4 separate regions of the Mus musculus genome follow, and all the other regions are linked to region 1. The links are chromatin contacts, called in public Hi-C and promoter capture Hi-C maps. All regions are on one chromosome and are shown on one strand. The core of a region is the stretch at or near the end of the contact, and the rest is flanking DNA. Distances in the headings are between cores, read along the strand shown.

Evidence for each region. Promoter capture Hi-C pulls out the DNA fragments that hold promoters and counts their contacts. A called contact is a pair of places that touch in the nucleus more often than the background predicts.
Region 2: a contact with region 1 is called in a promoter capture Hi-C map of hippocampal neurons, with 5 times the contacts expected there. The contact joins the promoter of 4930579F01Rik here to the promoter of Stpg2 in region 1. A contact is called at or near these places in 6 of 39 promoter capture datasets (cranial neural crest, frontonasal cranial neural crest, hippocampal neurons and 3 more), 9 of 484 Hi-C or Micro-C datasets (cardiomyocytes, cerebellum, cerebral cortex and 5 more) and 1 of 115 datasets of contacts at active chromatin or transcription factors (embryonic basal ganglia).
Region 3: a Hi-C map of rod photoreceptor shows a contact between it and region 1, with 5 times the contacts expected there. The contact joins the promoter of Dnajb14 here to the promoter of Stpg2 in region 1. A contact is called at or near these places in 2 of 39 promoter capture datasets (hippocampal neurons and pre-B cells), 3 of 484 Hi-C or Micro-C datasets (CD4 T cells, pre-B cells and rod photoreceptor) and 2 of 115 datasets of contacts at active chromatin or transcription factors (microglia and thymic regulatory T cells).
Region 4: a contact with region 1 is called in a promoter capture Hi-C map of hippocampal neurons, with 4 times the contacts expected there. The contact joins the promoter of 4930590L14Rik here to the promoter of Stpg2 in region 1.

What each region holds. Positions count from the first base shown.
Region 1 is chr3:139,201,553-139,208,363 of GRCm38.p6, reverse strand. Stpg2 (sperm tail PG rich repeat containing 2) reads right to left here and starts at 2,471. Exons shown (of 14, transcript NM_198659.2): 1 at 2,357-2,471. The coding sequence starts at 2,465.
Region 2 is chr3:138,190,928-138,198,069 of GRCm38.p6, reverse strand. It overlaps 4930579F01Rik (RIKEN cDNA 4930579F01 gene), which reads left to right and starts at 4,239. Exons shown (of 9, transcript NM_001374685.1): 1 at 4,239-4,475. It also overlaps a transcript of Adh7 not described here.
Region 3 is chr3:137,866,367-137,873,924 of GRCm38.p6, reverse strand. Dnajb14 (DnaJ heat shock protein family (Hsp40) member B14) reads right to left here and starts at 6,250. Exons shown (of 8, transcript NM_001033155.1): 1 at 5,869-6,250. The coding sequence starts at 6,001. H2az1 (H2A.Z variant histone 1) reads right to left here. Exons shown (of 5, transcript NM_016750.3): 5 at 7,003-7,539. The coding sequence ends at 7,478.
Region 4 is chr3:140,949,804-140,956,737 of GRCm38.p6, reverse strand. 4930590L14Rik (a long non-coding RNA gene) reads right to left here and starts at 4,903. Exons shown (of 2, transcript XR_376129.1): 1 at 4,826-4,903; 2 at 4,062-4,289. All of the region lies in intron 1 of Gm32875 (predicted gene, 32875), which reads left to right.

The DNA.
Region 1 (6,811 bases), core at 1,222-3,721:
ACACACACAATCTCCTCAGAGTTCCCAAGCACAGAATTTTTAAACATACTTCAAAAGTGAACAAAGTATAATCCTTTAAGTTAGTATACAGGGCTGACTATATCCTACATACTACCCTTTAGTAACAAAAGCCATAGTGTTTTGGAGAAGGTGTTATGTGTGTGTGTGTGTCTGTCTTTCTGTGTGTGTGTGTGTGTGTGTGTGTGTGTGTGTACATGTGGAAGACAGATGACAACTTGTAAGAGTCATCTTACAAGATGTTAAGAGTTATTATGCTCAAGTCATCAAATTTGGCAGTAAGTGACTTTACCCATTAAGCCATCTCACCCACCCCATAGAAACTTTTAATGTGGTCCACTAGTTTATACGTTACTACAAGGTATTTTTCACTAAGAATATTGTTTTACTGGGTTGAAAACTAAGAATGGAGTAAACATCATGATCCCTGCTCTCAAGTAGTTTACATTTTGGTGGAGCTTTTGTGTGTGTGTGTGTGTGTGTGTTAGAATCAAACTGCTACCAAAAAAGTTACCATAAGCCAGAAGGATGGAAAAGTAAGACTAGTCAGAGATTTTTATTTCAATTGAATATCAAGAATAAGTAGAAGCAAGCCAGGAGGAGTAGGAGCATAGAACACACTGGGCACATGGTGCAAAAGAACAGAAGTGACAAAAAATGATCTTAAGAATATTATCAAGTTAGAATGGCTGAACTGTAGGTCATGTGTAGGAGCATGTACAGGTGTTTGGAAAGATCAGACTAAATGGAACACAAGACCGGGGGTGATAACAAAAAAGAATTCTACTACCATTGATGAGTTTAGATTTTTTAACCCTGCCGTTAACAAAAATAAATATATTTTTTGTTTTTCAAATAATGTATGTTTTTTAAACATACTACTAAACACAAAATGAAAGATAAAATTATGACACTGAGACAGAAACAACATGCTACTGATTTAATTGAGAAAAAATAAATTGGATTGTATTAAATTGGGTAGCTATGAACAAAGGGGAAGAATTTCTGAGAGATTGTGAACATTTAACCAATGGTCTTAAAGGCCAAGAGAAATGGCCAGGCAAAAAAAGTAAGCTAGAGTTCTAAAGCTTAGACCAGCCATGCAAGGATGTCTGTAAAGTGACTGACAACGACGCAGACTTTAAGCCTGTGGGAAACTTAGAGACATAAACCACCTCTATCTCTATAAAGAATTTCACTTGGGAGTGGCTGGATATAAATGGTGATTGAAGTAACAGATATGAATAAGAGAGTACAATGAGCAAAGCAACAAGAACAAGATGTAAAGCTAAGTATCTTATAAATTTAGCTGTGCATGATTAGTGGGAAAAAAAGAAAAATAAAACATGATTCCTTGCTTCAGTACCGAATCATGTGTCAGGTACTGAACAGCAGGAAAAAAAATGAGACAGAAAGCAACAAAGAAAGTGGTCAGCTGTACCAAAATAAAGGTCAAAAAAAAAAGTTATGGGTGTGCAAAAGCATCATAGGTGTGCCCATTACAGATGGTCACTGGTAAACACAAGATGCTGGGGAATACATGCTTATACCATCTCAACAGTACTTGGCATAGGTACCAAAAATGCTGAGGACAGATGCTGAAAAGATGTAAAATTTGAGATCTGAAACGCAAACAGAATTTTACCATGTCCAGAGAAACTTAAACTAACCATAATGGAGCAGGGATGTAAACAGAGTACTCACTCCTGGAACTTTAAGGGGGCAGGAGGTATTTTATATCTACTGAAAAATGCAGGTTTACAAAAGAAACCACTAGAATTTGGGTGGTATTAAACTCAAACAAAAACAAAAACCAGAACTTTAAAAGCAGAGACCGAATTAGAAATATTTATTAAAAGTTGGACCTAATTCACAAACTGGGGGGGGGGGGGGGGGTGAGAAATGAAGAAAAGCAATTAACTACTTCAATTATTAGTCCCTAGGCCACCCCTGAAGGCTATAACTTTTCACAGAATGTAGAAAGAGGGTCTCAGTATAAAGCCAGGGATGGTCAGATAACTTCACTCCGGGGAGTGGGGGAGATTGGGGACGGGATCCAATTTGTAAGTGATAATACAGAATAGAAATGTAAACAATTACATCGTGGTAAATAAATCTGATTAAAGTGTGTGCAAAAGCAAGTATTGTGTTTCATACAGTCACAAACTTGTTATGTCATACAGTCAAGAGCCAAGGAATCAAAATCCTGGTTCTAGTATCGTCTCTACCTGCGACGTGTTACATTTCTGAACAGTGGTCCTTTTTGACTTTGTGTTTAACCTGAGGGCAGGCTGAAGGCGGGCCGTCTGTCACCGCAAGCTGGCCATCAGCATCTTACCTGTGGCCTGCTGCTTAGGAAAAGGTACCTGGTAGGTCCCAGGCCCCACGTGCTCCTCGGTGCTGCCGCGGTTGGCACAGTCGAGCCAGCGCGGAGCACGGTCATACATAGTGATGAGGGGCGGGGCCCACGGGACCGGAAACTAGACAGGCGGCCTGCGTCGTCCCTACACGCGGGACTAGAGTGCGAGCTGCGTGCTGACTGGCTCAGCGGCGTCAGCTTTCCCTCGGGTCCTCGGCACAGAGGTAAAGTGGCGAGGACAGCAGCCAGAGGACCCGCCCGCCAGCCCGCCAGCGTTCAATTCAGCGCTCACGGGTCACGCCAGAGACCGGGCTTAGCCGCCTGAACTTCCGGCTCTGGCTCCGCCCACTCCCCGCCTCCCGGAAACCTTGGAAGGGCAGAGGCCGGAAGGACTCGGGCCTGTAGGTGCACTTCCGGCACCGGCCTCGGAGCATTTCCGGTCGAGCGCTCAGAGCTCGGAGATGTCTTGTAGAGTCTGACGAAGCTCCCTGCGCTAGGCAGGGCGGTGCTGCACCTCAGCTCCACCTCAGCTCCGCCTCAACTCACCTGCTTCCTGTCCCAGAATACCTTCGCTGCGCAGAAAAGCCCTAGAAACGCACTAGAAGGAGGCGAATTAATTTGATTTTGATTTGCCTTCCCTGTAAATCAGGGTGACTGGAAAGACCCGGGGGGCGGGGCAGCGAGGCGGGGACAGGTGGAATAGAAAAGCTCGGGACCCCAAAACAGGGTTTGGGATCAGCAAAGTCCCCCTTCACTCCTGTCAAAAAGGCATCCTCTGAATAAAGTCACTACTGAATCTGACCTGCAGGCCATCAAGATTTCTAAAGGAAAGCTGGGAACGCAGAGGGTTGGGGGCGGGGGTGGGGGGGTGACAAGAAATGGCAACATCTGAAAAGGGGAAAGCTTGCCTACTGAAGCAAGTCAAGGGCAAGGGCTAAAAACTGCTTCTGGTGTTGGACACGGATAAATGGCAACATTGTCTACAAAGTAAGGTGAAGGCATCGAAAAAGCCCAAGCCACCCTCATCGATCCACTGAATCTTCAGCAACAGGCGCTGGAGAGTATCAGAATCCATCTATGTGTTTGGTTGGTTTTTTTCATTAAGAAATCCACACAGCTTCTAAACATCCTTAAAGGCTTAGGCCAGTGGTTCTCAACCTTCTGAATGCTGCAACCCTTTAATACGGTTTCTCAACTTGTAGTGGCCCCATACCATAAAATCATTTTCATTGCTACTTTATAACTTTGGTACTGTTAGGAAGCACAATGTAAGTATTTTTGGAGGTAGAAGTTTGCCAGTGGGGTTGTGACCCACAGGTAAAGAACCACTGGCTTAGGCAATCCTTCCATGGCCCTGCCTTACCCACAAAAGAGCTAGAGTGCCTCAGTCCCCAATACAAACTTAAATATATTTAAATTTTGTGATTCTTAGTTTGCTACTTAGTTCTGAATTAATTGTGGCATCTCTGTTAGAATACTCAAAAAGTATGTGTGTGTGGTTCCTAAGAATCTTTTGATGTCTTCTACTAAACAGCTGGATCATTACTTACTTGAAAAGAACTTATTGGCAAATGTATATAGTTCTCTTACTCTTCTAAGTTAACCTGGATACAAATAAAACTAAAGCCCCTGTCCCTGGGTAGGTCATGAATAGCCCAAGAAGGGGCAAGCAAGGTATACAGAATGGCAAGAGAATATCACAAGCACTTGGGAAACTTATTTGTAATGAAGTGTTTAACTTTCTTGTTAACCTTAATGCTTCCTACATTCTTATAAAACTCATAAGTAGCTGGGAAGTGGTGACACATGCCTTTAATCCTAGCACCCAGAAGGCAGAGGCAACAGATCTCTGTGAGTACCAGGCCATCCCAGTCTACCAAGTGAGTTCCAGGACAGCAAGGACTACACAGAGAATCCCTGTCTCAAAAAAGGAAACATAAGAGTTCTTGGTGGGGGTTTTTTGTTTGTTTGTTTTGTTTTTTGTTTGTTTGTTTTGCCTCATATATCTGGCAAGATCCCATTCAGAAGAACTAGAATGGATGTGCAATGACATACTAGAAAGAGTCACAGATAAAAGGATGGAAAATTGTGTCATTAAAAGTCATGTTTCCTTTAACAACCTATTGGACATTCCTTATATATCATTTGCTCTTGGTAATAAAAGCCAATATATCAATTCAGACAGCATGTTCATGCCAGAGTATAGCATTGATAGCCTGGTTGTGCTATAGCAGTAGGGTAGCTTGCCATTTGTCCAGAAATTGAAGAAAATACCTAGGTAGTGAGATAAAGGATTTATTCGAAATCTACCAACAGGGATGCTGGCAGGGGTGAGAGTGACCATGCTAACATTGAGTGTACAGAGGGATGGAGCACAGAGCGATGCTGTGCAGCTGAGTGTCCCCTTTCCACCAGCAGTAGTGTCCAGCTGCAGCAAGAGCATCTCACAGTGCTTTTCATTGCACCTGATGAACACAGGGAAAGGGACTTTGGAAATCAGACCACATAAGCAGTGATTTCATTGGCTTCCTAGACTGTTTTGTCCTTGCATGACCAGCATGCAAAGGAACTGCTGAATGGTCCTATAGATGGCAGGTTTCCTCTAAAGATAACCTAGTTGGCCATTGTTCCCATGATATATGAGAATGAGTTACTCTAGAAAGCCCTTACCTAAATGTTCTCATCTCAACCTGTTTTCTTTGTCACATTGCTCAGAGTCTTAGGAAAAGAAAGGGTCATTTCAGGAACATGGTAGTTAAGTGTCCTTCTGAGAGATGATTCACAAGTCCCATGGAGGAGATGACAATGGAACATAGTCATATCCTTCTCTGGCTGATTGCTGTCTTTAATGCACAAATTACCCCTTCCTTGAGTAGATTTGGGGTTAGATTAGCAATAGAAGTGGTAGGGTGTTACCTGCCTTCTATCTGGCTTAAGTTTTTGACCATTGAGAGGGTGGGAGAGCAACCACCTCAAGCTCATTCACAAACCTGTAATAGGGAACCTGTGCCTGAAATACCAGCTTGGTACACAGTGTTCTTTGCCTAGCCTGTCTCCTGGGAGAGCATTCTTTCCTCAAGGACTTCATAGGGATGAGTGGATGATCAATGGCAGAACTTCCAGACCCTTAATAATTTTATAATGCTTGATCTCCAACAATTCTGCATTCTTAAGTCTTTATTTTTAGCATGGAAATATGTCTTCACTGTATATTTCCAGCAAAAAGTTTCTTCTTGTGGTTCAATAACCAGAGTATATAGCACTTACGGATTAGAAATTACTTTTAAATAAGAAAAGTAAATATTTTTAAAAGTCTCTCATTGTGTCTCTTGAACAGTCCTCATTGAGTGTGCTACTTAAAAATGTTAATTATAATTATCCATAAGCACAATATAGATAATTTGGTCCAGCCATTCACAGTGCCTAAATCAAAAATGTTTAATGCTATTTAGCAGCACTCTAGTTGAACATTTCCATGGTGTTAGCAAGAGCTGTTTGGACTAAAATTTATCTGACCTTAGAATTTATGCTTCTTCCATTTCTACCTAATACCTCCTTTCAGAATAAACTTTTTAATGGAGCCTTATGCAGATGTGGTGTCTTGCATTTTTAATCCCAGGCTTCAGGAAACAGAAGTGGACCTTTGTGAGTTCCAGGACAAGCAGGACTACAGAGTGAAACCCCTTCTCAATGAAATAAAAATGGGAGGTGGTTCAGCAGCCAAAAGCACTGGCTGCTCTTAAAAATTGCAGGACCTACATGGAGGCTCACAGCCACCTTAACTCCAGTTCTAGGGGACCAATGCCCTCTTCTAAGCCTCTGAGAGCAACAAGCATGTAAGTAGTATACAGGCAAAAACATTCAGGCAAAACGCTTACAGCCATAAAATTAAAAATACGTTTTAAATGTATATAGAACAAAAGCAGAATTTTGTTAATAACAAATTCCATGAAATCAATGTGATTCTTTATCAAATATGCAGTGTAACTATGTGGTGAGGAAATACACAGATTAATTTGTCTACGTAGAATTTAGATTAATTTAAAATGATTAATTTAAAAATATGATATATTAAGTGCCAAATGAAAGTGGAGAATTCTGACTTACCCAGTGACTGAATACTGTTTAATGTAATATGCCAAGATGATTTAGAAAATAATTTCATTTTTTGTTGTTGTTGTTGTTGATTGATTCATTTTGCTTTTTTGAGACTTGATCTTGAAGTGTAGGTAAAGCTGGCCTCAACTACAAATTTTACCTTCTGTCTCCCCACTACAGTGATTACAGATATATGCTACCATGCCCAGTTTAAAGCTAAATTCATTAACTCATTGTGACTTTAATTTTCCATTGCTTTGCCTATTGGTAAAAAGGAATGAGTCACTTTACATTTATCAAACAGAGCTAAATAAACCCTATCAATGTTGATGGAGG
Region 2 (7,142 bases), core at 2,990-5,489, 1.0 Mb after region 1:
TTTGATCAATTACAAAATTTACTAAACATAGAAAAGAAAAGAAAAAACTATTGGTTTTTTTAAAAAGCTAATTGTTAAGTCCATTCTTACTAAGTTACTGCAACATCGGGGACAGAAAGTCACTATGCTTTTTTGGTCCAGGCTGTTTTTTTTCCCTGTCTTCAGATAGCAGATGCATGTAGCCAAATCCCATAGTGAATCTTGTGTGTACTTGCTCCAAATTCGTAGCCTAAAGGCAGAGGCGATGATCGGGAAAACTCTTGGAGAGTGATATAGCGCCAGCTTTGCTCCCCGGGGGAAATCCCTGTGCAATCCCTGGCCCTTGCCCACATTGTGCAGCCTACCAGCCACCACCACCCCCACATCTCCGAGGGATGGGTGGACCTGCTATGCGGGAAGGCAGGGTGCTGCAGGCATGGAAAGACAGTCTCAAAGTTGGACACTATTCTCTGACACATAGTTTCATAGAGAGGAGAGCTCACAGATTTCTAGACTGGCCGCGGGGCAGCAAGCCCAATGGAGCCTCCTTCTGTCCGCAGCACTGGGATTACAGGCAGGCTATTCAGCACCTGGCTTTTATGTGGGTGCTGGGGACTCGAATTTGTGACCTCACACTTGTGTGGCAAGCACTGTACCAACAGAGCCATCTCTCTAGCCCTCTCTAGGTACGTTTTACATAAGTTGAGTCCTAAGAAGCAAACCGGAAGCTTGCCCCGGAGCACGGCTCCTCACTGGAGCGCCACAGACGTCACCCCTGTGGGCTCCTTTTGCTCAGTAAGAAACATGATCACTCAGCCAGTCTGGGCCAGGTCCTCACTGTGTGACCCTGGAGGACCTGTCATGCTTTCTGAGTTTCAATTAGGAACACGAGAACGGAATTAACCGTGTTATGTACATATGCACGCTTGCATGCAAAGCGCACACACGCACGTAGCCTGCAGAGCTCTCAGACAATACATTTCTGTAGGTTTAAGTTAATAACTCAAAAAGATTTGTTAAAGAGCTACAGGAAACAAATGCACACCTAATTTTTACTTTCCATAGCTATGTCTGAACTATTGAGGTATCTAGTGTAACATTTCTAGCTATGATCGAGTACTTGCCTAGCATGTGCAAGATCTTCTCTGCAAGCCGCAGAATTTCAAAGATGCTTGCGCTTGGTGTGGCTGCAGCGTGGACACAGAACACTTTCCCAGCTTGTGCGAGGACCTGTGTTTGATCCCAGGGCCACAAACAAAACAGAACACAACACAGCAGGACACAACAAGACAGACAGGGCTCGCCAGGCAGTGGTGGCGCATGCCTGTAATCCCAGCACTTGGGAGGCAGAGGAGGCAGATTTCTGAGTTCGAGGCCAGCCTGGTCGACAGAGTGAGTTCCAGGACAGCCAGTACTGCACAGAGAAACCCTGTCTCGAAAAACCAACCAAACAAACAAAAAGACAGACAGGGCTCATAGCAAATGATTAGAACATGACCTAAACCTAGTGGGAGAGATAGAGAGCTTTAGTTTCTATGTGCCCAAAATAACATGCATGTACTTTTAGCCAAGTGTTGGGACACATACATGTAATCATAGCATGCAGGAAGTTCCTCAAAAGTTTGAGGCCCATTTGATCTATAGAGCAAATTTCATGCCATGCCAGGCAAGGCTAGATAATGAGATCCTGTCTCAAAGAAAAAAATCCAGATGGTCACACACACACACACACAAATGTAATGAAAAAAAATGAAGCTAGTGGGTATGTTAATTGTCTTGGGACCATTGATGGATTCATATGGTGTAACAATGCAGTCCTGTGTGTGCTGTAAAAACATCAAATTATGGCAACTAAAATATTAATTAAAATTGGGTAGTCCAATTTTTAATAGTACCAGAACTTGCACACAAAGTAGTTTTGTGGCAAAACCTATGAGAAAAATATGTCTGCATACAGACGATGTGTTGTGTTTGACCTGTTCTCAGCGTCCCTGCTCAGCTCTCTACACCCCTCTCTTACTGCTTTCTCTTTCCCTTCCCAGGGAATCATTTTCTTGAATTTTGAGGTTTTTTTTTTTTTAAGTAGATTCACTAGACATATGTGTTTGCAAATAATTTTACAAATAGTCTTATTGTGTTTCTGTTTAAATTCTCAAACTCTTCAACTTATCTTTTACATACTTTTTCAAATGCATTCATGTTAGACATGTGTTATTGATGTAGTTTTATTGAACCTATAGCTACATATCGCTTAATAGATTTGCCTCCTAAGGAAGAGATTGCATCTGTGAATTGTCTTACATGAATAGCTTTGTGCTTGGGTATAAATGTTGGACCTGAGGAGGAGTCTCTGGGCTTTCAAATCTATCTGAATGTCAAGCTGGATTTATGAGTTTGTACCAATTTATAATTCTAATAATATTTGATGTGAATTCTCATGGTCTACATATACTCCAGAACGCTGGTGTTATGAGATAGTTTCAGCTTGCTTATTTCTTGTCACCAATGAAGACCTATTAATTATGCATGTCCATAGTTTTGCTTTTGTAACTCTCATCTGTTTTCCGGTTGAAGCAGGGAACTAGACCTTAGTAGCCCCCCCCAGACCTTAGCACAACTGACTCCATGATAAAAATTCCACTCAGGTTGTAAAACTCAGCACCACTTGCCAAAACTAAAACAAAGACCTAATCCATCAAAGGCCATAATTCCAGGAAAGTCACAAAACGTACTGACCTTGCCTTTTGGCTTCTGTAGTTCTGCTTCAGGCTAAGAGTCCTTGCTAAAGTGCTGAAGTATGTTCACCCGGGACATGGTTTTGTGTGTGTGTGTGTGTGTGGTGTGTGTGTGTGTGTGTGTGTGTGTGTGTGTGTGTGTGTGTGTGTGTGTGTGTGTGCTTAAAGGCTTACCCTAAGAAGGGCTTGGAGTTACACTGGGATCCCAGACACTTGGTGTGGGTTGTAGGCTGACTAATAAGACTTTCTATTGGCTTAAACCCACATCTGAGCAGTCTTCTCTTGTGGATGCCCCACAACACGATTGTTTATGCTACACATATAAACATTCTTTGCTTTTTGTTTTGTTTTGTTTTTGTTTTGCTTGTTTTTCTAGAAAAGCTTTCTCTCTATAGCCCTGGCTGTCCTGGAACTCACTCTGTAGATCAGGCTGGCCTCAGACTCAGAAATTCCCCTGCCTCTGTCTCCCAAGTGCTGGGATTAAAGGCATGTGCCACCACTGCCCGGCACATGTAAACATTCTTAATGTATGTTATGCCCCAGTCAGCTTCATGTTGCTATAATAAAATGTAAGAGACCAGCTGACATACAAAGAAAACAAGGTATGTTCAGCTCATGGGTTGGGAGGTTGACGGATGGAACAGAATGCTGCCAATTCTATGAAGACCTTGTGGTAAGGATGGTGGAGCTGTTGGGGGTGTATGTGAAAGGGGTGGAGAGGGAGTGAGCACATTACAAGACAGTAAACGGTAAAGAGTTAAAATGCTGTTTCTAGGAGCTCAGGAACACAAGCGCTGCATTTCTTGCTGTTACTCGCTAATCACTCCTGAGAAGTTTGTTAGACATCCGAGGAACTTTGCCCATTATTTGTTGTCACTTTGATTTTTCAGATAGGGTCCTACTCTGTAGCCCGGGCAATCTTTCTGTTTAATTCTCCCAAAGGCTGGAACTATAGGACTGGGTCACCACACCCAGCTTCTCCTCATTTTTTTTCCTCCCTCTCACTCTCCTTAATTTATTTTTAATCATGCATACAAAGTAATGGATTTCATTGTGACGTTCTTTAATACATACCTTGTTTTGTTCCTTTATTTTCCACCATCCCTTCCCTCACCATGCCCCTCCCCTCTCCTTCTGCCCCGCCCGCTTGCTCTCCGAGCCCTCCCCTTTCCTGTTATGGGTACTCTGTTATTCTCTTTTCCTCAACCTCCCTCCCCCGCCTTGAGACCGCCTCTTCCCACCCCTGAGACTCAAATGGTGTCCTTTCACAATGACTGGGAGGCCTTCCCAGCAACCCCACTGCCACCGCTGTTTCTGTCACATAGCACGCACTGGGCTGACTTTCTCCCTTTCCTCTTTTCCTGAGATCCGCAGCACATCCACCATACCCCGTCTGAAACCAGCAAGAGATGCACTGTGCCATGCTAGTGAAGCTGTGTAACAAGCGGCCTGGAGCAATGGCTGTTACAGAGTTCTGGAACTTAGATTTCCCACAATGCTGATCCGTTGCTAACCTATCTCCTCACAACCAGGGAGGCAGGCACCTGGACCCATTGGAGTGTGAGTGGGAGAAACTGAAGAGACACCGCTTTGCTCTTTTGGAGGCATCAGACAGTCAGCTGTTTCCATCGATAAAATCTCCTTAAGTCCGAGATTTAAGGAAATAACAAAATTCAGCCGAGACCCAATATGAGGCTGGAAGGCCATCGGCAGACCTGAGCTTCTATCAGTTAAATTATCTGCTTTTAAAGCCGTTCTCAGGTATAATTTTCTATTCATCGTTAGAAACAATTGCTAACATCTCGGGTATGCTTACTTATGAGTCTCAAATATGCTTTTTAAGGCATACAAGAACCAAGTAGGCCATTTTGAGAAAAAAGGATGCTGTCTTTTAAAGTTAGTCACTTATATTGAGGAGACCGTCCGTACTAACAGCACTGCACTATTCATAGAGACATTTATCTTGTGGGGAAAAATTGCTAGCCCATTTAACAGCAATTGTTGAGTTTATACCAGGTGTGTGCACAGCAGGAAAGAAGATGAAACACCGGGGTAAATCAAGGCACGCCTGATGATGACACCCTATTGAAAGGAGCCATGAAGAAGTGACATGTTTAAAAACAAAACGCAGGGAGGAGCAGGTGCTATGAAGAGTGCTTTGAAGAAGAAAAGGGGTTAGAAGGTGGTGAGGCTGGGGTGACAATGGGGATTGCTACAAGGGGGTGTTAGGACTCCTTTTGGAGAAAGTGCATACCCAGAACAATACATCCTGTATGAGAAGAAGTCCCAGGAACAACTGTGGTGTGTTCTGGGCTGGAAGAGTGGGAGAGCAGTGTTCATGATTCCAGCAACAGCTGTACAAGATGGCCACCGCACGTGACTTACAGTGCCTCCTTATCCTGTCTGTTCCCTTTGTAAACCCGTGTGCTATGTGTGTACTATTTTGAACTTAAGGGTATTAATATTTTATGCAAATGGGCAGGGCATTTTTTCTGAATAACATTAACTGGGTTTTTTCACCAATCCTTCTCTTTGGAGGATTGTATTTCCCTTATTTTAAATAAAATTCGATAATTTACTGATACATGGGTAGAATCAAGAGACCACAAGAAAGGAAATTTTGCTTTCGGAAGTATCTTTGAAACTTCTGTCAATTAATTTATATTAAATATATATACATACATACACACACACACACACACACACACACACACACACAAAGTTTTACTTGAATGTATGGGTATGCATCACGTGCACAAAGAGCTGTGGAAGCCAGAAGGCTTTAGATACGCTGAAGTTGGCCTTGTAGGCAGTTTTGAGCTGCCCAGTGTAGGTCCTGGGAAACGAGTCTGGGTCCTTGGCAAGAGCAGCGAGTTCTCTTAAGTGCTGAGTCATCTCCTCAGCTGTAGATTTTGGAATGACGAATGTGATGTGCAACTAAATTCCGCACACAGTCTTCACATTTCCCTCTCAACATGATAGCCGTGGGAGCATCTCTGGGTACAAACAGAACTCATGGATCTTCTCTCTCAGGAAATCTCCTGGGTCTGCTGGCCTAGTGAAGAAGTCTTAGGCAGGTTTTATAAATAGTATAAATATATAAATAAATATATAAATAGTATAAATATATAAATAAATAGTATAAATAGTAAGAGCCGAGATGTTTACTAAGAATAACTAAAGTCCTTGTGTGTTTACAAATGATCTTATTTTTAATAAAAGTTAATACAGAACAAGGTTAAGTTCTAGACCACTCTCTATTGCTTATGCTAACTTGATTGGACTGGCTGGAATTATAGCCCATGCAAGGCACAATCCCTGACACCACAGTTGAGCTGGTAGCTTTTAGTATTTTGCTTCCCCATGATTTGAGATGTGTACTTATGTAATACAGACATGTCTTCTGTGTGACCATCTGACATAGGGAAAATAATCTGGGGATTGTTTTCTGTAGCATGCAGTAAGTACCTTTGAAATACTACAAATGAATATGTGGCTTCTCCCCCATCCCCCACCTCCCATCCCATCTCTCTGTCTCCTGGTCTTTTTGTCTCTCTCCTCCCTCCCTCCCACACACACCCTCTACCCCCACCCCAGGCATTATGCATCATAAGATTTTATATGTTACTTGCTAACTAATTCATGGCTTATGCATAGAAGTGATCATAACTTTGTTTATGGAATTCATCTATGGTACATGTCAGTCAGTTTAGCACTAACAAATATCTCTAATATTGAGTTCAGCAAAAAGACTCACTGTCCTTACTGGAAATGAATGCCATTACTCATTTTCCAGTAAAGATATTTATCCAATAATTAAGTAACTTATTTCTTGGCCTCTACTACCATTAATCTCTTATTAATCCACTCAGGACTGGAGCAATGGCTCAGCAGCTGAGCACACTGGCTGTTCTTCTAGAGGACCCAGGTTCTGTTCCCAGCCATCACATGGTGCCTTACAACTGTCTGTAGCTCCAGTCCCAGGAATCTGGTGCCCTCTTCTGGCCTCCAAGGCACTGCATGTACATGGGGCACACACACATGCAAGGAAAGCATAAAATAATCAATAAAAAACTAAGAGTGTTCTTTTTATGTTAAACTTGTTTTGTAAATGTATGTAGACATGAGGATTATCATACTTTCATTTCTTATGAGTTTATCGTTCTTAGGAAATTATCATTCAGACTTATCTGCTATACAGTAAAACTTTGAAAGGAAAATATGATTCTAAACCAATTCACAGATTCTAGAAAGACGTTTAATAAACACGGGAGGCAACGAGGATTCACAGCATGAGCGTGAGGTGGGGGAGAAAAGTGGGGGCCACTAGGACAAAGGTTTGCTTTGTTTCTTTTCTGGTTTAAGTTACATTTATTTTTATTTTCACTAAAGTACAACTTTAGTTTATTATTAATCAACTGCATTTCC
Region 3 (7,558 bases), core at 5,001-7,500, 1.3 Mb after region 1:
AAACAAATGAAACTGGAACAAATTCTACTACTTTGGAACTCAAAATCTAGTTTTATTATCTTAAATGTGGAATTAGGAAAGCCTTTGTATTAGCAATTTCTACACTTATGAGAAGATAATGATTTATAATTATTATCTAGTTCTAGATGATAATGTGGGGATGGGGCTGAAGTAGAATCAGGATGCTCTCTGTCAGCTCCGGGCCAGCCTGATCTACATAGTGAGTTCAGGGTAGCCAGAGCTATATAGCAAGAGCCTATCACAATCAAAAACAAACAAATAAATAACATGTATCCATTCTCTTGCTAACATGCTGAAGACATTCTTTTGTAGCAATCAATATATATTCTAATCATCACCTCCACAGGTAAAATGCAGTTTGTTTTGTCAATTCTCACTAGTAGACATTTTCTTTCTCAAAAAAAAAAATTGGTCGTAATCATATAAATTTTACAGTTAATTTAATTTTAAACATGCTTTACCTGTGAGTTAATTAATACAGAACACATCGCATGTACCTATAAAAGTCTTCTTTAAGGCGGGAAAGATGGCTCAACAGTTAAGAGCACTGGTTGCTCCTCCAGAGAATCTGAGTTGGATTCCCAGGACCCAACAGGATGCCATCTTCTGCCCTACCCACGCTTACACGTGTAGTCCCACTCAGACACATCCAGAAATCTAAATAATGGTTTATTTAAAAGAAAACTGAGGCTCAAACACAAATGGTGGGCCTGGAACCTAGCTAAGCTGGTAGAGTGTGTGCCGAGCTGGCATAGAGTCAAGGCTGCCCCCTAGCACTCTGTACACCATGTGTGGTGATGCGTGGTGATGTGTGGTGATGCTCACATACAGCTCCCCAGCAGTGGAGGAGGAGAGGCAGGAGCATCAGAAGATAATCATCACCCTCAGCTACCTATAGTGTTGGAGGCCAGATGTGATCTAAAAGAGAGGCGGGAAGAGAGGCGGAGGGAGGGAGAGAGAGTGTGAACAAAGAAAGAGAAAAAGTGGGGGGGAGAAAAAGGAAAAAAAATCAAACTATTGAAATGATACTGTCATCATTCTGCCCACCAGATGGTTAGTTCTCCTCTAGACTGTCAATGCCATGGCAAAAGATTTTGTCCTATTACCACTTAATCCCTAAAACACTGTCAGTGGGCTTGGGAGATGGCTCAGCTCACAACTGTCTATAACTTCAGCTCAAGGGGCTCCAGTATCCTCTTCCCATCTCTGAGGACCCTGGGCACACATGGTGCACAGACATGCAAGCAGGAAAAACATCCAAACAGGCAAAATACAATAAAAATTAAACACCATGCTGCCTGGTGCAGAGGATAGCACGTGTCTGATAAACATCTGTTGAATAACTATGCCCTCACTGTTTGGGTGAGAAGCCTGCAACTCCCAAGTGGAAATGGGTATCTAATGGACACAGTGCTGAGTCCAAACCCAAACTCTTTCTTCAGTGCTAACACCTCAAGTATCTCACTAATAACAGAAATTCCAAAGTCATTTTCCAACCCTTAACTGGATAGTACAAAAAAATGATTGTTGTAAATGTTCTTATCACTGAATTTTAAGTAAGCCAACTAGGGAAAGAATGGAATGATCTTTAAGGAAATAGGTTGTATAATGATTCAGATGCACATACTTTAAAATCTCTTTTCAGTTCAGGTGAGACAAAGGGAGGGACAATTTTCTATTTTGTATTAAATACAAAGTAATAGAACCAAAAAAAAAAAAAAAGACAGAAAAATGTATATCATCTGTAGCACAGATGAAAATAAAGGGGCTACTTTAACTCTTGTGAAGCAGGGGTCATTTATAAATGATCCACGCAGTAAAATGCATCCGAGTAGCTGCTGAATGGCCATGGTTGATCATCTTTGATTCCAATTGCCTCTGTGTTCTTAAGAAGAATAAAATACACTCTTCTCTAAACAAACAAACAAGGACAACAACAAAAGCAAACTTGTCAAACATGGTGGTGCCCTCATGCCTTTAATCTCAGCATCTTAGAGACTGGGTGGCCAGAACAGGTGCTCTTTGGGGAGTTAGCAGGCAGCCTGGTCTACATAGTGAGTTCTGGGCCAGCTAGGGCTACAGAGTGAAGCCTGTCTCCTGGGAAAGAGAGAAAGAGAGAAAGAGAGAGAGAGAGAGAGAGAGAGAGAGAGAGAGAGAGGAAGAGAGAGAGAGAGGAAGAGAGAGAGAAAGAAAGAGAGAAAGAGGGAGGGAGGCAGTCAGTCAATCAGAAAGAGGAAGGATAGAAAACAAAAAAAAAAATCTACACTTTACACAATCCCTATAGATTTACTATGAAAATCTAAAAATTAGCCAGGCAGTGGTGACACACTCCTTTAATCCCAGCACTTGGGAGGCAGAGGCAGGCGGATTTCTGAGTTCCAGGCCAGCATGGTCTACAGCGTGAGTTCCAGGACAGCCAGGGCTATACAGAGAAACCCTGTCTCGGGAAAAAAAAAAAAAGAAGAGAAAAGAAAAGAAAGAAAAAAGAAAAATCTAAAAATTAAAACTATGTGCTCAAAGCCTCACGGCAGTGAAACTGTACACCTCTCCCAAGTGCTAAACCACATCAATTAAACAAACCTACAAATGTAACCCAGAGGATGAGCATCTGCAATCCTTGCTAGTCGAAAGTGAAGAGTCTCAGCTAGACGGTGGACAGCACTTCCCTCTCAATATCAAATGTCTTCTCAAGAGAAGAGCTTGCCAGTTTATTGAAAGGTTTTATCAAATTTCCTTCTCACTTGATATGAAATTTTAAGATGACAGAAAGGCTGGAATTTGATCTTGTGGTCTCCCACTCATCACATCCATGGAAATGAACGATGGAAATGAAGAGTATAGGCAGACCCTAAAACCTATCCAGTCAGCTTCCTGAGCTATTAGTTTGGTACACATCTAGAATAGGTAAAATTCAGGAATAAAACTTCAAGTCACTCGAAAGTACCAATTTCCTCCTATACAAGATCTTTATTAGGGTCTTTTCATAAATATTCCAGATTTTCCCCTCTTGAGTTCTTAAATTATTCTCATAAACATCTCCTGTGATACTCTGTAAAATATGGTTTTCGCACAAGAGTCACATTGCTTAATTTTGGGTCACATCCACTCTTTGCTGTTATCTTGTATTTTGCTTGTAATTAAAGCTTAGAATGGCTTATAGAGATGGCAAAGTCTGTATTTGAACTGTTTTAGACTACTTCACAATGGTACCCTACCACTTTATTGGATGATTATCCCCTTAGAATCTCGTTGCCCCTGACTGTCTGTCTTCCATGCCTTCGCCTTCCCTACACCCATGACTTTCAGAGCCATAATTACCCTGCACTTTGACAGTGTCCTTTAGCAGACTCACTGGAGCTGCTTGCACAGTAGAAGCGTGACCGCTGGAAATCTGGGCACGATTTAAGGATTCTTAGATGACCGGAGTTGTAAAATAGGAAAGATTCATTAGATGCTTTATATCAACTCGTTTAGTCCTCCGCATACCCAGGATCAGTACACTGTACCTGCCTCACAAACGACAAGGACTAGAGACCGCGTGGAAAGCAGTTGGTGAAGAGCCAGGCCTTCTAAGCCAAGGTGCCTCGCCCAGGGTACTTACTACTTTAATATTAAAAGTGTCCTTCCAAGAGCAGAAGACAACTGATTTAAATATATCTACACAGTAAAAGGGATCTACGGGTAATTCCTGCTAATGATTTCTTGAATATGGCACCAAAAAGCCCAGACAACATAGCAAAACTTGACAAATGAAACCGACTACATAAAACTCAGGCCTCCAATGACAGTCCCCAGGGTAGAGAGATGACCTAAAAGAACAAATAAGCTCTGTAAAATATAAATGACAAAGACATAATGTCCAGAATATATAAGAGCCCTTATAACTCGATATCCATAACAACAGTCTGATTTTGTTGGATGGTTGATTGGGTTTTTGGTTGGTTGGTTGGTTGGTTGGTTTTTTTGAGACAGGGTTTCTCTGTGTAGCCCTGGCTGTCCTGGAACTAGCTTAGATTGATTTTTAAATGAGCAAACAACTTAGAGGACTTTTCTCCCAAGAAAATACAAGTCGCCAAATGAAAAACTGTTCAACATCATTAATCATCAGAGAAATGATATCAAAACGCCAGCGACCTGTCCCCATAGTCACTAGTGACTATCACTGCAAATAAAAAACGGAGCTGCCACGCTCTGCCAGACATTGGGAAGCTGGAACCACGCGGATCGTACGAAAATGGTGCAGCCGGGCTGGAAAAACAATGTGCTGGTTCCTCAAAAATCAAAATTAGAATTACCATATGACCCAAGAATCCCACTTCTGGGTATATATGCAGAACTGAAATCAGGCTTGTAGACACTCATGCTCATAGGCACATTACTCAACACAAAAGAGGTGGAAGCAACCCAAACATCATTGACAGGGACTAAGTAAGAATTTGTGACAGCTAGTGTCAAAGCTTAGACCTGTGCTCAATCTCTACACTATGTGGGGAGAGACCTATTCCTCTGCACGCACGCATGCACGCAACGCGCTAAATAAATACCCTCCAAAAAGAAAAGGTGATGTTAAATGTGTATGTGCACAGCCACACCTAGGCACATGGGTATATAAATAATAGAATACTGTTCAGCAATTTTAAAAAAGGAAATCTGTCGCGGGTTGCAATATGGATGAAATCTGAAGTTAGTAAGTAAATAGATAATGCAGACATGCAAAGTCAAATTCTGTACGATTTCACATAGATCAGGTACCAAATTAGACTAGTCTATGAGAATGGACAGTAGCAAGGGAGCTACCAGGAAACAGGAGAGTACAGGGGGTTACTTAACTGGTGTAAGATAAAAAACAAAAAAATACCGATCCTGTGGTACGCATGAAAATACTTAACACTACTAAACTGTACACCTAAAAATGATAATTTTTATTTCACACTTTTTACAATTAACTTTTCTTTCACTATCTTTTCCTGCCCTGTCCCAATGCTAACAAAAAGGTAAAGTGAAAATCAGCAGAGATAAAAGGCTTCAACGATGTAAAAAGAATTAAGAAAACAATAAATTAAAACAGGGGGCTGCTTATCAAGTTTCCTCTTAATCCTCTTAACCTGGAAATTCTTTCAACAACAGTTAAATGTCATCCTATGGGCATGGGAAAAAAAAAAAAAGACAAAACCAAAAAACGGTAGTAAAGGCCTTGTAGAGATTAAAACTCAGTGCCTATTATGACTTTGCCCATTCCTATACGACCTTGGGCAAGGTATTTTCATTCATTTCATTCATTCATTCATTCATTTGGCAAAAGTTTCTGCACATGGTCAAATAACACGGTACTTTTCTGAGGAATAAGAGGGGCATATAAAATACTAGGCACAACTCGTGGCGCTTTGTGAGTGTTGTGTTGACTGTAGAGTTAGACAATGAATAAGGTGAATTAAAGTAGGGTAAGTCCATAGCCTACTCTTTAGCGATGTACCGAACTTGCGGGTACTTACGGTGCCATATCAAACCAGACACTATTTAGGAATCATCAATAACTTCACCATCCCTTTCGAAAGTGGAGCTGTCTTGTAAGGGCTCTCTCCTCCCTGGGAAAAGCAGTGTCATCTAAGGTATTCGAAGATACTTGCTTAAGGAACGGACAAATTACAGAACCCGGGGATGGTGAAGCCCGAGAAGCCGCTGGAGTCCCCGCTCCTGTCACTTCACAGGGGCCTAGGCTGATCTGGGGAGGGGACCCGTCACCCAGCACCCCACAGCGCCCCGCCTGTGTCCCTGAGTGCTGGAGCGGCCGCGGCCGGCGGGGCGCAGGGCGCGGGGGCCGGGGTCACGGCGGGGGCCGGGGCTCACCGCGCGCGGCCGGCAGCGGGTACAGCTTCTCGGCCTTCTGGAGGAAGCGCTGGGCCTTGTCGCGGTTGCCGGCGCTCAGGGCCTCGCGAGCGATCTGCACGCATTTCTCCGCCTCGTCGCGGTTGCCCTCCATGGCTCGCGCCTGCCTCGGTGTCCGCGGCCGCGCAGCTGCGAGGGGGGCCCGCCGCGGAGGAGGCGAGGCGGCCGGGCGGGGCACGGCGCGGCACGGCGCGGGGAGGAGCGGGCACCGCGGCGGCGGCCCGGCGACGGGCGGCCTCGCAGCTCCGCCTCCTCACGGCCGCCTCCCCGCCCCCCGCGGCCGCAGCGGCGCCAGCCGCGTCCCTCCCGGGCCTGGCGGACCGTAAAGCCGACGCGGTAACCCGGGAGGAGGGCGGGGAGGCCGTGGGTTGGCGGAGCGCGGACGCCCCGGCCCCTAGGCTCCGGTGTGGCCCGGAGCCCGCCTTCCGCGCCACCGGGGTGGGGACAGGGACCCTCACGACCAGATCCACAAGGATCAGAGGCCAGGCCTCCTGGCCCTTAGGTCTTGGGAAGCCCTGGGCCTCCGTTAGGGAGTGATTGCCGCATGGATTCGTCCTACAGGCGCTTCCTGCTTTGGATCGGAAGCCCTGGAACCCCCAACCCCCGCAGTTCCCCAGCCCTTCTCAGCGGCACATCTGACCCACCTGCCACCTGGCAGGTACAATGCAGCTCTTTGGGTTAAAGCAGCTGTAAGGCAGGAAGTTCTTTCATCCACATAGGCTGCTTAAGCACCTCCTATTCTGTTTGATTTGCTCCAGGAATTAGGATACATGTCTTAAGGCTCAGGGAGGGGAAAGGGGTCAATGTATAATAATGGAACATGCTTGGCATGAATCAAGATGTGACTAGCATTTCACACCTGTGTCTGGTCACTAAAAGCAAATTATATCCGAAGTTCATTCGGTGGAGGTACTTTCGTTGTACCCTGAGGGTCTCTGTACTTGTGTCCCACCTTAGGATACAGGCCCTTTCACATTAGTTAACTGTCAATTGGGGGGGGGGGGGACGCCAAAAGCAGTTACCTCCAGCTTCTTCCCAAGTTTTAAGACCCTAAGAGGTCATATGATACAAAGAAACAACAAAAGTACCACGGGGTTATGACTACAGATGCACTGTTTAATTAGTAAGCAGAGAATGTACTTGTTGCTGAGTGAGATCTAAGGTAAGTCCCGATTATTAAGCAAGTTTAAAGCTAGTTTGGGATATGACCTTTATTGAGCTTATCCACCAGAGTGGAAACAATGTCTGTACAAAACCAAATGCTTGTTACTATAACTTCTGCATCACAATTAAAATCCAAACAGTTTTTTAAAAACAGTCAACTCAATCAAAACCCACTACTTCAGAATCAATAGCTTCTTTGAAGCCACAGTAACACTTAAATATGGTTAAGACTCGAATGCAGAAATTTGGTTGGTTGGAAGGCTAATTAAGCCTCCAACTTGCTCAAATAGAATTACAAAAAGGCAAAATTGTGTTTTTCACAGAGATACAGTCCACTGGAATCACCAACACTGGACAGCTGTTAGGAATATTTAGAGTCCTGAGATAATAAGGAATCCAGGCATCCTTAAACAGTCTTCTGTTGTCCTTTCTTCCCGATCAGCGATTTGTGGATGTGTGGGATGACACCTAGGAGAGGGACACAGAT
Region 4 (6,934 bases), core at 3,654-6,153, 1.7 Mb before region 1:
CATATTTTCCTCAATTACATTTAGAATGCTATCCCAAAAGTCCCCCATACCTTCCCCCCACTTCCCTACCCACCCATTCCCATTTTTTGACTCTGGCATTCCCCTGTACTGGGGCATATAAAGTTTGCGCTTCAGTTTCATGAAGGAATAAGTACTATATCGAACAATGTTCTTTTTTTTTTTTTTTTTTTTCTGGTTAGTTCATAATGTTGTTCCACCTATAGGGTTGCAGATCCCTTTAGCTCCTTGGCTACTTTCTCTAGCTCCTCCATTGGGAGCCCTGTGATCCATCCATTAGCTGACTGTGAGCATCTTCTTCTGTGTTTGCTAGGCCCCGGCATAGTCTCACAAGAGACAGCTACATCTGGGTCCTTTCGATAAAATCTTGCTAGTGTATGCAATGGTGTCAGCGTTTGGATGCTGATTATGGGGTGGATCCCTGGCTATGGCAGTCTCTACATGGTCCATCCTTTCATCTCAGCTCCAAACTTTGTCTCTGTAACTCCTTCCATGGGTGTTTTGTTCCCAAATCTAAGGAGGGGCATAGTGTCCACACTTCAGTCTTCATTCTTCTTGAGTTTCATGTGTTTAGCAAATTATATCTTATATCTTGGGTATCCTAGGTTTGGGGCTAATATCCACTTATCAGTGAGTACATATTGTGTGAGTTTCTTTGTGAATGTGTTACCTCACTCAGGATGATGCCCTCCAGGTCCATCCATTTGGCTAGGAATTTCATAAATTCATTCTTTTTAATAGCTGAGTAGTACTCCATTGTGTAGATGTACCACATTTTCTGTATCCATTCCTCTGTTGAGGGGCATCTAGGTTCTTTCCAGCTTCTGGCTATTATAAATAAGGCTGCTATGAACATAGTGGAGCATGTGTCCTTCTTACCAGTTGGGGCATCTTCTGGATATATGCCCAGGAGAGGTATTGCTGGATCCTCCAGTAGTACTATGTCCAATTTTCTGAGGAACCGCCAGACTGATTTCCAGAGTGGTTGTACAAGCCTGCAATCCCACCAACAATGGAGGAGTGTTCCTCTTTCTCCACATCCACGCCAGCATCTGCTGTCACCTGAATTTTTGATCTTAGCCATTCTGACTGGTGTGAGGTGGAATCTCAGGGTTGTTTTGATTTGCATTTCCCTGATGATTAAGGATGTTGAACATTTTTTCAGGTGTTTCTCTGCCATTCGGTATTCCTCAGGTGAGAATTCTTTGTTCAGTTCTGAGCCCCATTTTTTAATGGGGTTATTTGATTTTCTGAAGTCCACCTTCTTGAGTTCTTTATATATGTTGGATATTAGTCCCCTATCTGATTTAGGATAGGTAAAGATCCTTTCCCAATCTGTTGGTGGTCTTTTTGTCTTATTGACGGTGTCTTTTGCCTTGCAGAAACTTTGGAGTTTCATTAGGTCCCATTTGTCAATCCTCGATCTTACAGCACAAGCCATTGCTGTTCTGTTCAGGAATTTTTCCCCTGTGCCCATATCTTCAAGGCTTTTCCCCACTTTCTCCTCTATAAGTTTCAGTGTCTCTGGTTTTATGTGAAGTTCCTTGATCCACTTAGAATTGACCTTAGTACAAGGAGATAAGTATGGATCGATTCGCATTCTTCTACACGATAACAACCAGTTGTGCCAGCACCAATTGTTGAAAATGCTGTCTTTCTTCCACTGGATGGTTTTAGCTCCCTTGTCGAAGATCAAGTGACCATAGGTGTGTGGGTTCATTTCTGGGTCTTCAATTCTATTCCATTGGTCTACTTGTCTGTCTCTATACCAGTACCATGCAGTTTTTATCACAATTGCTCTGTAGTAAAGCTTTAGGTCTGGCATGGTGATTCCGCCAGAAGTTCTATTTTTTTAGTATACAATAGAGTTTAATAAGGGAATGGGGAGGGGATGGGGACCATTTCTTACAATACAAAGTTGGAATTTTTCATTTGAAGATGATGAAGAAGATGAACCTCTTCTTCAAAACCTGACCCACTGTCAAGTCTTTCTCTTTTGGCTTTGCTTCATGATGCACTGGGTTTAAATATTCCCTCCCTCCATGGTCAGGCATGTGGAACTATCCATTGAACAAGTGACTCAGTGATTGGTATGTCACTGTTAATTGCAGAAACGCTCCTCTGTACATGCAAGCATTGCTAACAGGAACTTTTTTGTACCTATCTAGGTTCAAAAAGTAACATTTAGCCAATCTTGTTTTTAATATACTCACAGATTTAGTCCTGTTTCTTGGTCATTCCTAAACACATTTCATATAATTTTATGTAACATATATATAATCAAAATAATTCAGTTGAAAAGGCTCTCTGTTAAAAAGACAAACAATAAAACTAGGAAACAACAAGCCATACGTCGAAGTGTGCATATGTTACTCACGTAGGCCTCTCAGAGATGATACAGCATTGTGAAAACATCAGTATGATGAACCTGCTATGCCTTTTAGATGAGTTGAGATAAAGATCAATTGACAACTGCATAATTATGTTCTTAATAGCGTATCTTTTTTTGTGGAGCTTGTGAAATTTTTGATTCTGATACAAGGCTTGAATTTTGGATCGTCTTATTCTTCAAGGTTTCCCGAAGAATCCTTAATGGGATTATTCAGGTGTATTTAAAGTCAGAGGATAAAAAATGACCTAATTTCAAATCCCCGCTTTGCAACTTTAAGCCTCAAATTGCATGTTGTGCCCCAGAAACTCAAAACTCTGAGTTTGATGTTTTGCCATGTTGAATGCTTTGAACTAAGTAAAACCAAGGTCTCTCTGACCTCTGGCACCATTCTTTCCATTTTCCTCACACCCTTCCCCAGATGAACTGCTGGGAAGGATTTTCCTATGGCACTGCTCCTACCAGTACTTTTAGAAGATTAATTCATAGGAAGAATGAATACAGTGTTGGCAGCGCAAAAGTCAGAGGAGCTGTATCTGTGACTAGTGCATATCATAGAACCTAATCAGAACTCCCCAAAATCACTTACTCTGCTTATGAAGTTCAAAGTTAGCTACAGACCTACCTGAATCTCTTTGAATTCTTGATTTTTGGTTTCTTTCATATGTTTACATATTATTAAATTTGGATGCCTGTTTCCTGACAATCTCTCCACTGTCAGATTGCTTTATAAACTCAAATTAACAAATATTCAGGGTGCAGAAAAAGGAATTTAATTTTCCTCTAGATGGGCAAACCAACGGTAATAATTGTATCAATTAATAAGTTGGAGAAAAGTAAAGGGAAATTCAAATTATGAAAATTATTAACTACAAGAGTGCTTGTTGACTATCAGGTTGTGCCCTTTAACTTCAGTGCATTGTGCTCTCTGAATTGCAGTGCTTCCTCCTGATCTACACTTGGGATGAAGCCCATGCATGCTGTCAATTATAGCAAAAGAAAGAATAGCATGCATGGATATCGTTCAAGATACTTACTTTGGTTTAGGTTTTGTTTGTGCAAGAATTGAAGTAGAACAGAAGTAAATTGAAGCCAAAGATTTATTCAAGACATTACTTGGTTTTCTGAGGGGAGAATGAGGAAATTTCTGCAGACACAGTATGTTGTAGAAATACACTTGGAGTCTTATGCCAAGAGGAATTGTTATGGGAAGAAAGCCGAAAATGTTGGCCTGGGTTCTACAGTGAAGATTCATTTGCTTTATTTATGTACAGAACTTGATGAGCATTTATTTCCAAGAGCAAGCATTCTCACAGTCATGTATTTTTTTTTTCAATAGCATAAATGAAAAACTTGGCCATGTTCAAGTGACAACTGACAGTTTGCAGGATTGAATATTTGCATATGTAAGAATTATTTTCAACTTTCTTTGCAAAACATTAGAACCCCCTTGCAGTTTTACTGGAAAAACAAAAGCTTTACAGGTACATGAAAATACTGTACTTTCTAATACCATCCTGTGACTTTAATGATCAAAACTTTACAATATTTACATCAGTGATAGTGGAATAAAAACCACAATAGTACTTCGTTCCTGTAAGAATCATGAAGAAATAAGAGCACTGGGAAAAGAAAAAATCAAAAGCCCTGGAAGAACATTAGCAATGGAGGATGTATATTTGGATATCACTGCAGAGACAGATGGCCACTGTGCAAGGCATCTCTGAAGGCTTTGGAATGCTTTGCCTACCCTGTGCACCAGGCTACATCACCTGGAGTCCTGTGACTTTAGAGAAGAATGTGCTTCATATAATCTTCAGCAGGAGGCAGAGGAGTAATTATCAGGATAGAGGAGATCATATAAAATAGAGAGGGGATGAGGCTGTAAGAACAAGAGAAAGAAGTGTTTGAGTATTGAAAAGGACAACAGAGAAAGTATTATGAAAAGAGACTTCGGCTACTAGTTGGCCATGGAATTTTGCGTATATTATCACATCATTGTCTTATCTATGTTTCCCAAAATGAGGCACTCACTAGCTGCCTCCCAGTGGTTTGCAATAAAGGAGACAGTTGGTATTATGCTGCCTATCTAACAGGTGCCCAAACTATAACAGCTTTATCATAGACATATTCCAAAGTACAATATTCTTTCTACACTTCAAAACAAGAAATTTAGAATTAAAAAAAAACTTGTCTCATTAGTTAATACTTATAATTATTTATAATCCATGCTTTTAAAAATTTTTTGTGGCTTTGACAGTTAAAAAATGTTCATGATTTTGAATTCTTAGTTTTGGCAAAATTTAAGCACAGTCCTTGGACAAAATTTCTTAAGTATAGAATGTCTCTTTTACAAACATGTAGTTATTGGCATAAAATAGGTTTACCCCTTCAGGTTGTGGCTGTATCTCTACATACCATGATCTGTACATAGCTGTCACCATTTTCTACTTATGCAATCCTGAAATAATGATGAGGGGAATATTCTCCTCCTCAGGCAGTCCACATTTAGATATCATAATTGGAGAGTTCTGTTGCTATGGTGAGTATCACTCTGGTAGCACTTTTATTTTATAAGATCACATAGCCTCTCATCAGTATCATGAAAATTTGTCAGAACCAGCCAGCACATTGGTGATCAAGCATTGAAAAAAACACCCATTATAAATGTCTGTCTGCTGCCCTGTCAGTCTCTGAATTCAGCACAGTTTCTCCAAAAGGAAAGAGCAGGTTTCAATACTGGTGCTCCTCCTGTAAAAAGCCTTGGGTATTTGGTTTTCTTGACTTCCTTCTGTGCTTTGGATGTTTTTTTGAGCAAATCTTGAAGAGCTCAAAGAGGAACACTTTTGAAGCCAGCTTAGTTTTAATAGTTTTGTTTCTTCAAGTGGCTAAGCCATTCCAATCTGCTCTTATAAGTTCCTTGGCAAGGCTTTAGTTTACTGTGTGACTCTTGGACACCAATGATGCCTACAAACAGGGCTTTGCTGCTGGTGTGGGTTGTTTCACCTGGCAGTCTTGTCCATGAAACGAAGAAGAGATGCTACAGTGTGTGAGTTGCCTGCTCAGCCTGTACTTATCTGGACATAGTTTTAGAAAAGACAGTTACTCATATCCAGACTGTGTGAGATGAAGTGGGCTGTGTTTACGAGTGCATAGGAAATCAGGAAGTGCAATCTTAATTACCTTCAGATTCCTATCCAGTTTCATCTTAGGCTGGAAGAAATGCTCTGCTATGCTTGTCTGTTTATTAGGATATTCATGCTGAGGCATACACACACACACACACACACACACACACACACACACACATATATATATATATATATATATATATGGCATATTTGTGTATGTGTACATATGTATGTATATATTGAAGATCAAAAAAGAACTCTCCTGGCAATTGCCAAGCAGAATATCTGAGGATCTTGAAAGGTTATACAATAAAAGCTGGGAAGGTGTTCTAATTGGTGCCATGATGACTCATGAAATCCTTTTCTTTCTTGTTGCAGCTAATGCTGGTTTTATGTAAGAACCTCAACTGGAACTAACTAGTACATCTTTAGGGTAATGTTAGTGCCTAGGCAATAGTAATTTTCAATTAGAATTGCACAGTGTAGCAATGAATTGGAAGTCGGATATAAGGATGTTATAGTACGCACTTTGGGGTTTTGCAAATCAGCCCACATCCCACATATTTATCAAAATCAACAAGTTTCTGGTTTGTTGTCAGCTTCCTGCCACGAAGCTTATCTGTTCTTCGTTCTTCTCTGTGGAGAAGAGACAAAATTCTCTCCCAGCCTGAGGTTTGGCTCTCCTCAGGCTGTAGTTAGGTCTGCATGGCTAAAGATAAGAGAAGAAAGCACTTCAAACAGCTAGGAATTAATCAGCCGGTCTGGCTCCAAGCTCAGTGTTATAACTGAGCAATTCCATCTCAGAAGCTGCACTTACATTAGCTGAAATTAAACAAGACAGCCTCATTTAATTCTTGTGTGTAAAAGACTCTTGAAGCACAATTGAAACCAGTTTCTTTGTGATGTCATGGAGCAAAGGGGCTAATTGAGCTCAGTGGCAAAGGAAGGGCCTCTGGGTTCCTATCAAGGAGCAATGAGGCTGGCCTTTGAAGCCAGCCGCTAGCTCTTACTTATAACTTCAGAATTTTGCAGTTTTTATCTTCCATTATCATTTAACCAGAATGTTCTACCCTTCCTTTTATACTAGGTGATTGGCAACAGAGGAGGCTCTTCTGGGCACTGTGTGTGTGTGTGTGTGTGTGTGTGTGTGTGTGTGTGTGTGTATGTGTATGTGTTTGTGTGAGTGATAGCTTAGTTTTCCTCTGAACCCATTGTAACTGTGCCCTGGAAAGATATTTCTTCAAGGAAGCAAAAGGACTTATTACTATGTGGTGAAAATAATGAAAGAAAACTGACCTTTGTTAATTGATAGATTTTACTGAAGGCACAGATATTAGATAAACACACACTCACAAAACAAATATTCACTAGATGTTTGAAATCAGATATTTAATTT